Regions from separate parts of the Muntiacus reevesi genome. Here region 1 is linked to region 2. The links are chromatin contacts, called in public Hi-C maps. All regions are on one chromosome and are shown on one strand. Each heading gives the region's core, a stretch centred on a gene start, on an enhancer-like site or on the middle of the called end of the contact. The rest is flanking DNA. Distances are from core to core; before and after follow the strand shown. Region 1 holds the start of CDKN2C (cyclin dependent kinase inhibitor 2C). Region 2 holds the start of RNF11 (ring finger protein 11).

Evidence for each region. Hi-C and Micro-C count contacts between places; a contact is called where the count stands out from the background.
Region 1: a contact with region 2 is called in a Hi-C map of blood, with 2.2 times the contacts expected there. The contact joins the promoter of CDKN2C here to the promoter of RNF11 in region 2. A contact is called at or near these places in 2 of 3 Hi-C or Micro-C datasets (blood and muscle).

What each region holds. Positions count from the first base shown.
Region 1 is chr1:154,100,931-154,106,059 of mMunRee1.1, forward strand. It overlaps CDKN2C (cyclin dependent kinase inhibitor 2C), which reads right to left and starts at 3,797. Exons shown (of 3, transcript XM_065913424.1): 1 at 2,609-3,797; 2 at 2,015-2,154. The coding sequence starts at 2,143.
Region 2 is chr1:153,853,284-153,858,089 of mMunRee1.1, forward strand. RNF11 (ring finger protein 11) reads right to left here and starts at 1,915. Exons shown (of 3, transcript XM_065913423.1): 1 at 1,321-1,915. The coding sequence starts at 1,443.

The sequences.
Region 1 (5,129 bases), core at 2,547-5,046, 250 kb after region 2:
TACATCCTGGAAAAACATACGAAGCTGATCTATCTCTTTAGAATGTTTGCTTTAAAAATCACAAATTAAGTAACATAAAATATATTTAGAATGAATAATATTTTATAAATTCAAACTATATAGATGGCCAAGATGTTAAGCTTCCCTGTTGATAAAACTCTGCTGACTTTTAGCCCTTCCTTTGGGACAGTGGTTAAAAATGATACATAATTTATTTTTCAAGAACTTAGATGAAATACATTTTTTGGTTATTAAAAATGAACACAATCTAATTTTTACACAATTGCCTCTAAATATTTAGTTACATTTAAGGACTTGAACTGGGAAAAATAGGAGACAGACACCTTGGATCTTTGTAAAGCAAATGTACGATTAGGGCCTTTAACATGATCCTGATTGAGAGGCTAACACTAGGAAGAGGGAAAAACCTTTTGTAATTGAGGTAAATAAACATTACTGTAAGAGAAATTTTGCCATATTCCACAGAAAATAATAGCAATGCTGGAAACTGTTTTGAAAGAAAGTTCTTTCTTGAGTTATGATACAACTTCAGAGTCAGGATTATACATACTGAAAACAAGCTTTGAGACTCCTGTTTGTGTGTGTTTCATTATATGTACTAGGACTAAGCCACAATAAGTGGGTGTTAATATCTTGATAAGTATGTTTAATATAAACAAGACTGCAGAGTTGTATTAAAAATGTTTGTCAAAACTTTTGTTTTGCAGTATTAATCTCCTAGTCTTCCTGCTCGTCACAAGTCCTGCAAGATCCTATTCTTACAGGGTTAAGTGGCTCATTCTTTGTGAGATTTATATAATATTTTGAATGTTCAATAGGAAAAATTTCAATATATTAAATTTGTGACATTGCTATCATCACAATACCTGTTAAAAACTACGAGGTGAAAAAAGAAAAAAAATCCTTTCCCCACGTAATATACCTGAAATAACAAGATAAATAATTTAGTGTCTATCTATAAGCTTCCTTAATACTGAAATTTTTGCAAAGTCAGTATATTCTGATTTAAAATATACAGGGTGTATGGACTTCGTCTGTTAGTAGTACATCTACTGTCACTTAAATTTCTAATTCTTGCAATTAAAAACAAAGCACTCTAAAAACCCTCTCCCCAGTGGATTTTCAAAAACAGCTTTAAGTGTTGCATTTCAAACACGAACTGCTCATAAGAATATCATCAGAACTCAGATAAAGCAACTGTTTCAGACTACTTTGCCATTTTTCTGTTTCTAAGCCTTTCAACCAAGTTACATGATAATGTTCAGAGGAAGAAAAAAGTTATCAGGTACAATACTTGGCAGCTGGACATGTTTCATTTGTTGCCTGTAAATCTAATTACTAAAAATTAGAACATACCACGGTAAGACCGCAGAGACAAAAACACTATAAACTGAGCTCTGATTAGAAAATTCAACTTTTTATTCCTCCTCAATCCCGAATGGGTGGACGGTATTATATTAACTGTGAAATGTACATCCTGTGCCCGTGCCCAGGCCACCCATTCCAAACGAGGAAAGGTCGTTTGTCAAACCCTGAAGCATTTGAAGGAAAAATACCCTCGCCAGTAGTCAAGAAAATTAACGTTAAAGTCAATTATTGGAGCAAAGTACGGAAACCACTAATAGCAGTGTATTTACTTCAAATAATAATCATAATAACGTGTTTACAGAACTGTCTAAAAAAAAAAAAAAACCAAAAAACTCGGCGCTGCTACGACTGGTACACAATCCCCACAGTCACAAAAACATTCCAAAAATTAAGACCAAACCTGGAACCCACTTGATATAGAGGATGTTACTGGATTTGACGAGTTTGTTCAAAGTACGTCATTTTGGGGAGTTGGATCCACTTAAAGATATAAAATATGGCAACCAACTAGTTTTAAAAACAGTGAAATTTAGTACCCCTGAAAGCTTGAAAGCTATTATTCTAGAAACCCGGGTCACGTAGGCAACGTTGTTGACCTGTTTCCCCCACCTCTCTGGATACCAACCTGCAGCGCAGTCCTTCCAAATCCATTTTGTGCATTGACGTTTACATTATTTTGCAACAAACTAGTGAGTTGCTCTAGGTCCCCCCTGGCAGCCGCGGACGCCAACTCGTTCCCCCAAGGCTCGGCCATTCTTTAGGGTCCTGACGATCGGGAAAAGATGAATTAGTTGTTTTTCTTTTTCCCCTTTCCTTCGCTCCTAACCAGGCTGCATGATGGCATCGGAGACTGACAGAAGGACTGGGATGGTTAATCTGGAGTAGAGCTTGGTAGTAAATACTAGTAAGATCTGCCTGCCAAAAGCCCGCCCCTCGATTCACACGTGATTATTCAGCAAAACTGAGCCATTGGAGAGGGGCTCCGCTCCTCGCTTTTTAGCTTAACCCCTATGAAGAATTCTGGTGATTAAACTGAGAGATAGACAGACACACATATATTCCTGGTAAATTACTCTGGACGTAAAATGTAGGCAGAGCAGGCACGTACCTACACTACAGATCTCCGGGAGGAATGTATGCGGAGATTTAAGGGACTAGGTTAGGGCAGAAAATACCGTGGAAAAAGAGGCATTGAGGGGAAGAAAAGGTATTAACCCACCCTCGTTCACAGTAGTGACTTGAGCCGCGCGAGCCAGTACCGCAGGGGCAGGTCCTCGGAGGGGCTCGGTCTCCATCCGTCTCGCCGAAGGGGTAGTTTGAGTCCTCCGCTGCAGGGAGAGCGCCTCGGTGGCTGGATGCTGATGTGCTCCGGGGGTTAAAGATGATCGCCAAAATCAGACGAGAGTAGCAGTTCCGTGGCCCCCAAGTTACAGGTCGTAACGACTCCTCCGTGGACTTCGATTGTCCGGATGAGTCTTAATCCGCGTCCAGGCCGAGCTGCGGGCTAACCCCGCGCGGGAGGGCTCCGGAGCCCGCCCGCCGGGCTACCGCAGCCCTGCCGAGCCTGAGAGGCCGTGGGAGCCAGGCTCGGCGCGCGTCTCCGGAGACGGCCGGGCGCGCGGCGGGCCCCCGGCAAGCCGGTCATGCCGGCCCCACCGGGTCCTGGGACGCCCAGCAGCGTGAGGAAGGGGGAGAGAGATGCGGGAAGTGTCTATGGAGCCCCGGCTGCTGAGGCAGCGCGCTGCAGCATCGCGGCTGCACGGGGCAGCCCACCGGTAACTTCCCGCCTACAACCGAGCCAGTTCAGACTTCCTAATGTAGAAGCTCATTGAGCGACCGCCGCTTCTTTTCCTTCCTTTCCCGGTTTTCTGAGGGCTCCAGAGGTCGGGAGGGTCCTAGGAAGTCTCAGGCCAAGCCCCGAGTATTGCGAGTCGCCACAATTCCAGGGCGCAGCCAGTTCCGCCCTCGGCGAGAGCTCAACGGCTTCGGCGCCCTGTGCCACTTCGCCAACCTCTCGCAGTCCCCTGGCCTGTGCCCCCAGCCTGTGCCGCCGATAGGGCAGCGGCCGCCAGCCAGCTGTGCCCAGGAGCCTAGCCGGGTAGCGCCGCTTCCTCCCGAGCCGCAGCGCTCCCAGTGACAGTTTCTTTTGTAGCTGTCCCCCCCAAATCACTGGTCTCTGCTGCCTTCACCCCTACAGACACTTGTGCGTCGTGCCCCTTTCTGGTCTTTTCCTTCCCTCTCTCGCTTCTTTTTTCGCTCAAACAATTGCTGCTTCTGTTGCCGCTGCAGAGACGGTGCCGGTTTCTTCTCCCTTTTTTCCGACCTCATCAGCTTTTTTTGAAAAGAAAAAAATTGAGCGCTTTTTGAGTTGAAAAACCCGCCCCCATTTTAACGGCAGAGTTTTAAGGAGGCTCGGCGGAGTTGCAGCACCGCGGGAGCGGGAAGGCCGGGCGCCGCCCACGCCCCGCCCTCCGCCCTGGTGGCGCTCGAGCTCTCAGCCCGCTTCGCCCCGCCCCCCGCCCCGCGCCCTTTCTCCCGCCTGCCGGCTCTGGGCTTCCCTCGCTGTCTCCTGCGCTGGCTCCCACCCGCCAGCCCAGCGGCCAGGCCGGGGCTGGAGCGGCTTTCGGCCCGGCGAAGCCGGGTTTGGCCTCCTTTGGCTGGCGGGCGGAATGGAGGCTGCGACGTGAAACCCCGAGCTGTCCTGAGGCCGGCGGGGGTGGAGGTGGGGGAAAGAGGCTTGTTAATTAAGGGTGCGGAGAGCCGCAGGGCCTCGGAGGCTCGGCGGCGCTGACTGTTGGAAGGCAGAGAGGAGGCTGGCGCGGAGCTAGTCTTTCCCCGGCCTTGGCGGGGCAGGCCGCCCGCCTCAGCGCTCCCCGGCCAGGCTCTCGAAGTTCGGGAGGCCAGGCCTACTGCTGCCGCTGCCACCTCCGCGGCGCGCTCTGTGCAGACTCGGCCTTCTTTTCTCAGTCCAGCGCTTCGGCCTCGCACCTGCCAGATCAACGCCCAGGGCCGCGGTGGGCCGAGGTGGCCGCGGGGATGGAGGGAGAGACCTGACTGACAGCAAAAAACTGTGCTCAGAAAAAGCAAAAGTCTTTTCTAGACTGATTGTAACGAAAACTAAAGGCATGGTGTAGGTAAGAAATCACGACGAACTCTGAAGCCTTAATGTTCCAGAGACTTGAAACGGAAATTTCCATTTCTTTGGGGAAAGGGAGAAAAGCAATTAACTTTAAAGGAAAAAAAAATTTTTTTTTAAGTAGGTCTTGGGAAGTGTTTTCTAACAAGGCCATTTGTTTTTGTCAAAGTTCTCTCTGACTACTTTCCATGGGACTTGTTTGGGGTGGGGGAGGGGTGTCTAAATGTAAAAGAACAGTGTCTTCCCTAATGTTTATTTCAGTCGTCCGAGGCACCACGTCTCTGTACTTTTACTTCCTTTTTTAGCTGTGTAAGATTAATTACTGCTTTCTATACTTTTTGCTCTTAAAAATATCCAACACGGTTGCATGATGCACCTAGTGGGCAAAATGAAACCAAACAAAAAGTGACAGGTGGTCTAATTTTTACCGGCCTCTAGCAAGCATGTTTTCAAGCAACATCTATACTGAGCTCCTTGAGATACACTGTAAGTATTAGCAACGAAACACACCAACAACATCTGGAGAGTCATTAGCAACAGATTGCCTGGTAGGTAGAGGGAGAGTTCAAACTTTCAACAATCTGGTGGTGTTTCCTTTAACGGA
Region 2 (4,806 bases), core at 665-3,164:
GAAGAGAGGTGTGAACAAGCTGTTGTGTTTGACAGGCCTGGAATATGAATATGAGGGATAAATCACGGAGTCTTCCGTATGCCACATGAAAAGACAGGACTTTACCGGCATATATCAAAGGCCCCTGATGGGTTTTACTCAGAAAACCAGCATTTGTAATCAGGTTTTTCTGGTGTGGTGAGACACTGATTTACATAGGAATGAGAAAAGAATAACACTAATGATGTCACCACATGAAACAACAAAGAAGACTGCCCAGTTAGAAAATTAAACCCCAATCAGGAAAAAAAAATTAAGCCACTTAACTATCCAAGTCCTTCTGGTGAAGTTTTTAATCAACATCTTGAAAAAGTAGAGGAAAGGTTTATATATATATTATGGATTATAACATCTACATATCTATTTTGAGTTTTCTAAAGAGGTCTTCAGCTCTTTACAAATTATGTAAAGACATCTGGAGCTGCTGATTGCTGTACAAAAAGCAGTGAAGCTACTTAGAAGACAAGTCTTTGATACACAGGGAGAACCGTGAGTAACAGAAGGTATTTCTCAAGTAAGGTTTAAAGGTTTCCAAAGTTCAAGATAATCAAGCTCTCTTAAATCAGCGCGTTTAAAAGGTGTGTCACAGGGGTGGAGCAAAAAGAGGAGGGGTTCAGAATTAATACTGTTGTTGCTGTTCAGTCGCTAAGCTGTGTCCTACAATTAATATAAACACGCACACATATATATATAAAGAAGCAACTCCATGTTGTTGGAACCAAAATCACTACTTGAAAATCTCCCAAGCACAGGAAGAAATGAACGCCTACTAAATTCAATGAATACAGACAGACGAGAGGGAGGAGAGGAGGATCACACTTGAAAGTATAAATGGGGTGTATGTGTGGCGGAGGGTGGGGGGGGTGGGGGGGTGGGGGCGGGGGGAGGTTAACCACTTATCCGGAACCCATAATCCAGCCGGTGATGAGGAAATCATCTTCGAATCTCACAATTCAAATATAAAGGCAAGAAAACATCACTTCCGAACTCCACAATCTAGCCACCAGTCACTGGTCAAGGGGATATAAACACATTCGAATCCCAGAACTCCAAGGACAGAAGTACCATCCCCACACTGCTCGAAAGGAGGTGAAGGATTCCCCCTAAACTGACGATGGGAGCAATCACACTTAAACCCAGCCCTAAGGGGGGTCAGTGCCTCCCAGGCCAGGTGTTGCCGAGGCCAGGGACAGTGACAGACAGCCCCGAAGCCCCCACAATCTCCGCCAGAGCCGCCTCTAGTCCTCGCACCCCCCTTCCCCAACACACACCCTCCCCTACCTGATATGGCGGCGGCGGCTCCTGATCCGGCTCCGTCCCCTCGCCAAAGCTGGCCCGGTCGGACTGAGACTCGTGAAGCAGGGAGATGTCATCCGAAGTGGGGGACTTGAGGCAGTTCCCCATCTTCCGGGGCTGGGGTGTGTGATCTGGGGGAGGAAAAAAGCAGTGGCGGGGTCGTTCGCACGCTCCGCGGTCAGCCTCGGTCAGCGAGGTGGGGTCGGGCGGCAGGCCGGGGTTCAGGCGGCAGCGGCTCCCCCGGCCCCCGGCGCCGCCGAAGGGCAGCTCATGCCAGTCCCTGGGGCTGGGGGCTTAAGGCTGGGCCGCGGGTTTCCCGGGGTCGCGGCGGTTGCCTCCTCTGAGGCGGCGGCAGGGGGGGGGGGGGCGGGGAGACGAGGCACTTCCCCACCCCGCCCCCCCGCGGGGCGGCGGCGGCCACGGAGCTGCTGGGCCTAATCCAGGTCAGGAGGGGGGGGCGCGGCCGTCGCGGCTCCCTCAGCTGCTGCCTCAGCTGCTGCTGCTGGCCCCGCCGACGCCGGAGCCGCAGCCGCGGGCCTCATCCTACTCCGCTTCGCAGCGGCGGCGGCGGCCAGAACGAGGCCAGCTGCGGGCCTGCGTCACGCCGCCGTGCGTGCCCTGGTCCCGCCCCCGGCGCTGGGAGGCGTGGGTAGCTCCGGCTGCGCTCCCGGCTCCTTTGCCACCCTCCGCCCCTCCCCCGTTCCCCGCAGCTGTTTCTGGGGCTGCGTCAGTTTCTGCTTCTCTGACTGCCTGGGACGCGATTCCGATACCTCTTTCGGGTCTTCGGTTCCTCCCCACGCCAACTGCTCCCTCTTCGCTTGTCTCAGCTCTTACCTGTGCGTTGTTTTGACAGTCTTCTCACCATCTGCCAAGTAATCTATTTTTAAACCCATATCTGAATGGATCACTCCCATGATTAAAATATTAAAGGGTCTATCCCTTCAGAAGAAAAGTCCAGACTCACCACCTCCCCAATCACTTCCCAATCCTCCTACATCACAGTCGTAAGAATTCTTCTACCTATTATTCTATTTATTTCTATTCTCACCACCATAGTACAAGCTACCGTCATTTCTCTGCTGTAATACTTTGAACTATTTCCCCTGCGTTCACCATTGTCCCCATTCAATTTACTATTTGTACAGTTACCTTTTTAAAATGTAAATCTGATCATGTCATTCCTGTAGGAGGAATTTAAGCGTTTTAAAACATTCATTAAAAACTTCCCAATACTTTTATGACTGAAGTATTACTTCTTAAATGGTTTACAAATCTGGCTACCTCCCCAGTCTCATTTGTGGCCTTGCTTCCTCACATATTCTAAACTCTAGGATGTCTAAAACTAGGATGTCTAGTTTTCAGTTATCTATAAGACTATTCCCTCTAGCTGAGGCCTTTACCCATAATGTTTCTCTGACATAAACTCACTTCTCCCCGCTCCTGACCTTACACCTTCCATCAAACTATATTCCCACTTGTCCTTCCTGGACTCAACTCTGATTCCACTGGGAAGCCTGTCCTCTAACTCTCCAGTCTGGGTTAGTTGCCTCTTCTGTGCTCTCAGTCCCTGAGTCCCTGTGAGTCTCTGGCACAGCCAGATCAAGCTGAATAGTCTGCCCCTCCTCTGTGCAAGGCCTGGCACGTTGCCGGAGGCAGAGTAGGCTTTCTTCTTAACTGAAATAACAAAGAGCTCAAGAGGCAATGTATGTAAAGGGAGGAAATAAGAAAGATGAGGATGTTCTAACATTCATTCAGTAAAGGGAAAAGAGGGTCTTGACTGTCTTTTTTTCATTCTTCATTTACTAATTTTTTTTTTTTTTTCCTACCAGATCCTATATTAGGCACTAAGGATCCTGGCTTATTCTTGATGGACCCCAGAATCCCAGCTAGGAAGATATGTAAACAGTGAGGTCTTCTGCCACCCCCACAACAGGTTTCTAGAGGGCAGAGGAGGGAGTAATTAGAGCATCGGATGAGGATCAGAAAGGTTTCTTGGAAGCAGAACTGTGTTAAAATGGCATGTCCTAAGTGCTGTAACTTTGAAGTCCCTGTTCTGTAAAATCACATATTTTATTTGAATACACTCATCACACATTAAATGTAACCATTTTGCTATTTTTCCTCTTTTCCAAGACTTGCCTTTCTTCCTGTTAATGGCTTACACCTGAATAGGTGTATCTGTAATGCCATGTTTGTTATCAGGATCTTTCACACATCCCCAAAAATCATCGCTTAATTCTCTGGCTTGGACAAATAAAATTATTGGATCATTTGGAAGGAAATTTTCAGGTATTTTCCTCTTTTCTCTTATTGCCATTTTCCTGGTCCCCTCTGAACTGTTGTGACAAATTCTTAATGAAGCCCTTGCCTCTGTACCATCAATACAGTCTCCACACTACTGCCATGAAAAATGTAATCAGAGAGCATTCATAGACTTGCGGTTCAGAAATTTAGCATGACATTAAGGCCTTGAACCATTTGATCCCATCCTGATCTCCGATGTGACTTTTTTTTATTTTAAATTTATTTTTTAGTTGAAGGATAATTGCTTTATAGAATTGTGTTGGTTTCTGCCAAACATCAACATGAATCAGCCATAGGTATATATAAGTCACCTCCCTCTTGAGACTCCCTCCCACCTCCTTCCCCATCCCACCTATATGACTCTTGTCTCCAACCAGGCATCCTATACTCCAGCCACATCACAATACTTACCATGCCCTTAGTTTTCACTATGCTTTTCCACTTCTGATCCCTTGCCATGTTGTTCCCTTTTGTTGAAATCCAACTATCTTTTAAGACTGTCCTGAGATGCTACTTTCTTCATATAGCTATGCTTGATTTCATTTAGTTGGAATATATGTAACAATATAAAATAAATGGGATCCATTACTATTATATATATCTATTTATGCGAATAGTTTAACATAATTTCTATGTTTATACATAGATGTGTGGATATCTTAATATATATGTAAGAATGAATGAAATCACAACTTCCATTTATTAGCCTGAGTCTTGAAAGGTTGGTGTTAACATTCCTGTTTTACAGGAATAGAAATATGGCTTCACATGGCTACTCAGCGGGTAAAGCCAGTACTTAAATTATATACCACTTACCTCTATTAGGTTAGGAGAGGGAACTACGTCATTTTTCGTTCTGATAGTTTTTCTCAGTGTATAAAAACAAGAGAATGGGATAAGACTTATCTTTAATGCCTTTAGTATCCATGTGTACTTTTGTAAGGAAGTAGCTATTCAGTGATCTTTCTTCCTAATCTAGTTTTAGAAGGGAACACTTGGGAAGTGTCCTGTACACCAGAAAGGGTGATCTAATCACAAAACAATTTTAAATAAAAAAAGTAACCAGCACTATTGAAGTGACAAAGACTCTTCTAGGCCCAACTCTAGTCAGGCTCCTCTAAGCCCTCAAGGCTCTAAATTTGGGCTTTGTGCTTGACCTACTTATTT